Regions from separate parts of the Hordeum vulgare genome. Here region 1 is linked to region 2. A link is a contact called in public Hi-C data. All regions are on one chromosome and are shown on one strand. The core of a region is the stretch at or near the end of the contact, and the rest is flanking DNA. Distances in the headings are between cores, read along the strand shown. Region 1 holds the start of LOC123444965 (TBC1 domain family member 8B). Region 2 has its middle 11 kb from the start of LOC123444962.

Region 1 (2,700 bases), core at 80-2,579, 160 kb before region 2:
TAGCATCTTCTTCAGATGATTCATCGTCCTCTGCCTGCCTATCCAGAAAGTTCTTCCATCTATCAGACCTCTCCTCTTCCTCCTCCTGCAAATGGAGTACCACCACACATGCAACTCAGTAAGATCAAAGAAACACGGTGTAAAAATGGAGGCATCACTAGGGTGGCGTCTCTACCTGGTAGATGTTGGCATACTCTCTGTACCGTTGCAAGTGTTGTGGCCGCACAGCGAAACCATAGGCGTCCCTGTTCCAAACCCCTAGGCATCAGAAACAGAAAGGGGGGGAATGCCACTAAAAGCGCACCATCAGGTGCTTCAGCAATACTACGTCAAATCACTTCTATCAAAAAGCCTGGGTGCAATGCAATCCACGTTCATGCGATCATATCAGCGACCTGGTTTTGCTAAAACTTGTGATGCCCGCTGCAATTTGGTCTAACAAATCATACCCAGCAAGCAACAGTCGGACATTTTCGCACCAAGTAGACTTACACCAAATGCAGAAAAAGTGGAGGCGTAGCTCCGACTGCGGTGGTGCGGCGCACTGTGTCCATACAGAACCCAGATCCTTCGACAGGCAAAGCATAAAAAGAAGACAATTCAAACATTATATCTAGAGGGATTATCCCATCGCGTCGGCAACGCGGAGATCTAGGGGCAGCATTGCCCAAATTTCGGGCCCAATGTCGCGCAACGGATCGAGATCCCCGGGCGTGAAAATAGACAAATAACTGCCCCGAAAAAGAACAGAAAAAAGGCCGAGTAAACAGCACGCGTGCGGAAGCCGGGCGCGGCGGCCGGAGCACCCAAAACTCCGGGAGAAGCATCCCAAGTACTTAGAACCCAGCACGAAGCCGAGATGCGCGCGTGGCGGGCTCGCGGCAGCAGGAGCAGCAGAAGTGACGAACCGCTTGTGCTCGAAGGCGATGAAGGGGAGGCTCTTGGCCTTCATCTCGCGCCGCGGCGTCGGGCCGCCGCCGCCGCCAACCCCCCGCCCCTCCCGCTGTCCTAGCTGGCCGGCGGCGAGGCGGGGCGGGGCGGAGCGTGCGGGGAGCGAGCGGGCGCTGGGGAGTGAAGTGCAGCGCAGCGCGATTCAGGGTAGGGGTGGTTGGGGGCAGCAGCGGTGATCCGATCCGATTATACTGCTGGAGTGCTATGCTAGCTACTCCTGTGCTGGCTGTGAGATTTGATCTGCGTGGGAGTGCGAACTAAGCTGCGGAGTAACTTATTGGGGGGGTTGGGAATTCGGAGGAGAGCGGCACCCGATTTTCCATTTGTTTCGTGGGTTTTTCTTCCTTTCTTTGTTTCTGGGGGGGTATACGCGCGGCATGGAGATTGGGGAGACGAGACCCCCGCCCGCGCGCTCGTGTCGTGCGTTCTTCGTGACGTGGGGGAGTTGGGCGGGCTCGGCGGCACCCAGATCCCGATTCTCCGTGTCCACGGCTCGGGGGCTGTACGCGTCGCTGTGTGCTCTCTAATAAGTCTGAACCCTGTCACAGCATATCTAACAAAACCCCATATATCATCGATCCACCAAAATCCTTTATAATTCGTGGAAAAGTATTTTTACGCATCGGCGTGGGCGATGTTCGAACAGACCCCGTAAAACGAATTCGTATGAAAGGATATCCTTTTAAAAGGGTTTGTTTTACGGGGTTTGCTTGGCCGTCATCCACGCCGGCTCGCAAATCAGTTATTTGTCTTTCAATTTCGAGCATGAAAACATATTTATTGTTTCTTTTTTTTAAAGGTATTGGATACATAATAATTAATCAAATCTTTGCTAAAATAGTAAGACCAAAGAAAAAAGAATCACAATTATGTATTTTATATAAGATATCTAACTTTCATAACTGCTTCCACTAGTTGGAACAACATCTTCTTCATGTATTAGTTGTTGATCTGCGGATTCTTGATCTTACATTTTTTATTCTTCAACTTTGATTCTAAAGAATTAGATGTCGTTCCCCTCTAATTTCTTTTCTAATTGCACATGCAGCCGCATCATTAGGCTCAATTATATTCAGGAGCGCATGAACATCTATTAAGTTTCTTTCTATCAATAAATCGATGTATTCTTCTTCCCAATAACAAAATTAGCATCCACCTTCTTACACACATGAACACCTCAATAAGCCACCGAAATTTAACCAAATAAGTTGACAAAGCCGAACAGAAAGAACATGCCCTGTCGTTATTGCATTTAAAGGATACCCATCCGAGATGTTGCCGCGTGTTAGATGGGAGCTGCAACACTGTCTCTGTGCAGTCGTCGCACTCTATAAGCTGCATCGACAAGCCGGCGAGCCGCTGCGCGAGCACCAAGCCCAGGCGACGGCGGGAAGAGTCCTTGCCCGCAAACCGACGACGACGACTAGAGGCCGAACCAGTAACTGCATGCGGCGTTCGCGTTTTTGTCACGGCTGTGATAGATGCTCCTCAATCAATCCATGGCTTGGCGCAGCCGCCGGTGGCCGGAAATTCCAAATCCGGTGGCCGCGACAAACAAGCCGCTGATCTGCAACTTTTCGGCCAGTCGGGACACAAGGGAGTGGCGGAGGTCAATCTCGGGCGTCTGGAGGCCCGGCGACGTGATCCCGACGGCTGATATGGCCGAAATCAAAGGCGAGAGACGGCGGCGGTGGGGTGGGGGAAAGCGCGGGCTGAAATGTCCCACCCACCAACCGCTCCCGATATATA
Region 2 (2,700 bases), core at 131-2,630:
TCACAAACCTCAGTGGTGCAATCCACGATAAAGTGACCAAAAACCCCACATCTATAACAAGTCAACTTTTCTTTCTTACGAGCCGCCTTATTGGCCCGCGCCATATCTCTATCCTCAGCCGTCAACTTGGGTGCAATAGCTTCTGCAGGCAAAGTAGAACTGGCAGTGGTAGCCGCAGCCACATCTGTTGTCGTCGGTGTTACTTCCTTCCACTTCGGAATAGAGTTATTCCGACCAGAGGTACTTACTCCGCCGCCGCCACGTTGCCGATAGTTTGTACCCCTTGCACCTTCAACAAAGTTTCTGCTAAACTGTCACATGGGATTATAAGATGATGCACAATGGCACATGAAGCAGGTTTTTTAAGCTAATCACATACTTTATTTATTGCTCACTAATATTTTGGGGAATAATGCTTTGAGGAATACATGTTTTTTTATACATGAAACAAGTTGTGTCTTTTTTTTTGCCCGGTGCAAAGCACGGGCATTTATACTAGTATGATTTAAATATATAGTACTTATCTCATATCTAGACGTGTTTTTAGCAAAACCGTTTTTCTAATGATGCAAAAAAACCACCAGATTTGACGTTGCCATGGCCCTTCACCACCAACAAAGGTGCTAATGAAGCCACCGTTCATGCACACCTCGCGCGTTTTTCCTTCTTCACCCATCGTCAATCGTGCCTCGCGCATTGCAATTTGCAAGGATTGGGCCAATGCACAATGCGCAGCCTCGTTCTCCTCCCCTCGAGAAAACAAAGGGATCGAATCGACGTCCAAATCAGCGCTTTATCCTGGCTGGCCTAACAAGCGGATCGAGATCCTCGCCACATCCGCGTCATTCCGTTGGAGGAAGGGTCTTGTCAGACCGGTGCGCTCTCGTTGTTCTGATGCGGCCACCACGGGGGAAAATCAAGCAACCAACATATTGCATCCCGTTCAAAGCGAGACGGAGACGCGCGGCCACTGATGTCGTTAAGGAGCCATCATCACATGATCATGGCTCCTGGAGCTGCTGACTATGCATGGCATCCCCCCCGCATCAGAACACAGTCCCATTTCCCACTAGCAAAAGCCAGCTGCCGCGATCGAGCGAACAAGAAAAAAGCCAGGGTTTTTCATTTCTATCAACGTGTTTCTGCTTGGTGTGGACTGCTCGAGTGCAGCAGTCCTGCCTGGTAAAAACTGGCGTTTACTACTAGGAAACGAAAATGATGTTGGGCTGGAGCCCTGGAGGAAATGAAGAAAGCGATCACTGGCCGAAACGCCTGCTCCGGCCAGTGGAGCGGGATGAAATTCAGATGAGCAACAAGGAAAGGAATATATAGCGCGTGCTAGGTGGAGACGGACGTGCTTGTCGCTAGCCGTGGAGCGCATGCCGGTCTCGACCGCCTGTGTCCCGGTGAAGTGAAGGTGTGACCCGAGGCCGAGCGCTCTCATGGGTCACTGTAACGAGCGCACTAGGTAACATAATCCTGTCGGAGCCGTCTGCGCCGGAGAGCGAGAGGCTCTTCTCAAGGCAAAACTGATGATAAGAACGAGTGCGTTGGCCATAGGTTGGGTGGTGTACGGGTGCTCGCAGGTCTCGACACAACAGCGCGGACAACGTGCGGGTTTGGGCGTCGTGCCTGTCGTTAATGTCGTGTCTTTTTTTACCTGAAAAAGGATCTTGACGACTTTGCCGGTTTACTGCAGAGTTTCTGCTTCTTCCGCGACAGGTTTACCCAGTTGCAAAAAAGAAGAAGACGTCGTCCATCAGTCCTTTTCGATGCAATCAGGCGTTCGTGATGATGCTGAGGCAAAGGCCGTGAGGGGATTCCATTCTACTCTATCGTCTGAAAGAAACAACATCATTTTCTGTCAAGAGCAGGTGCATGGGCTCGAGAAAACGCCATCTAAAGAGCGTGTGCGCCGCTGCCTTATGCTCAGTACGGAATTCTCAGTACAGCGTCCGTCAATTGACATGTCATCGCTTACGTAAATGGTCAGCAACATCAGATAGCCAAATGATGACTCACATCCTGCAACCAACCCCCTGTTCCTTTTCTCTGTACAGGTTCACCGATTGCTGGTGTAACAGCAACTCAAACATAAACAAGGATTGTTCTAGCTCAACGCAGACAAATTTACCGCCATCTTCGAAGATATCTCTTAGAGCATCTAGAGCCACACCATTCAAATCCTCCTCAAACATCCGGGCCGACCGGTCACTGTCCGATCACAAAAATTCGATTCAGACCGGCCTCAAACATTCGGGTTGACAGGCATCCTTCATTTCTAGCTCAAATATGAAACGGATATGAATGAGCCCAAACGTGCTCGGACACGTCGGCCACGTCGGCCTGACGGCTTGGCCTCATGCGGACACACCGAGAAACCCGACGGTCCGACGGACGTCTCGATCGTCGACGCGATGTGAACGTTGTGTGGCGACGCTCCGGGGTCGGGGCCAACTATTTAAGCCGGCCGACGCCCCGGCCCTAGCACATCCGCCTCCTCCTTCTCTCCACCGCCTCCCGAGCACTTCCCTCTTCGAGTATGTCAGCCATGCCACCACGTCGCCGGCATTACACGATCCAGCACCGTCTCTTCCTCCTTCAGTAGGTCCGAATCCGAAGGGAAGCGGGGCTACCTCTGAAACCGGAGGTGGATTTCAAGAAGGGGGGAGATGAGGGAGGAGCTCGAGGAGGAGCCAC

The links. Hi-C and Micro-C count contacts between places; a contact is called where the count stands out from the background.
Region 1: a contact with region 2 is called in a Hi-C map of leaf, with 4 times the contacts expected there. The contact joins the promoter of LOC123444965 here to the enhancer-like site in region 2. A contact is called at or near these places in 3 of 6 Hi-C or Micro-C datasets (leaf and seedling) and 1 of 1 datasets of contacts at active chromatin or transcription factors (embryo).

The regions. Positions count from the first base shown.
Region 1 is chr3H:552,823,680-552,826,379 of MorexV3_pseudomolecules_assembly, reverse strand. LOC123444965 (TBC1 domain family member 8B) reads right to left here and starts at 1,329. Exons shown (of 18, transcript XM_045121864.1): 1 at 909-1,329; 2 at 176-245; 3 at 1-85. The coding sequence starts at 952.
Region 2 is chr3H:552,659,896-552,662,595 of MorexV3_pseudomolecules_assembly, reverse strand. No RefSeq gene overlaps it. Among protein-coding and RNA genes, the nearest start is that of LOC123444962, 11 kb to the right of the region's middle. Within about 2 kb of position 1,380, at least 2 of the 3 cell types and tissues checked have open chromatin away from gene starts, as enhancers often do. A contact at or near this core is called in leaf and seedling, where this site is marked.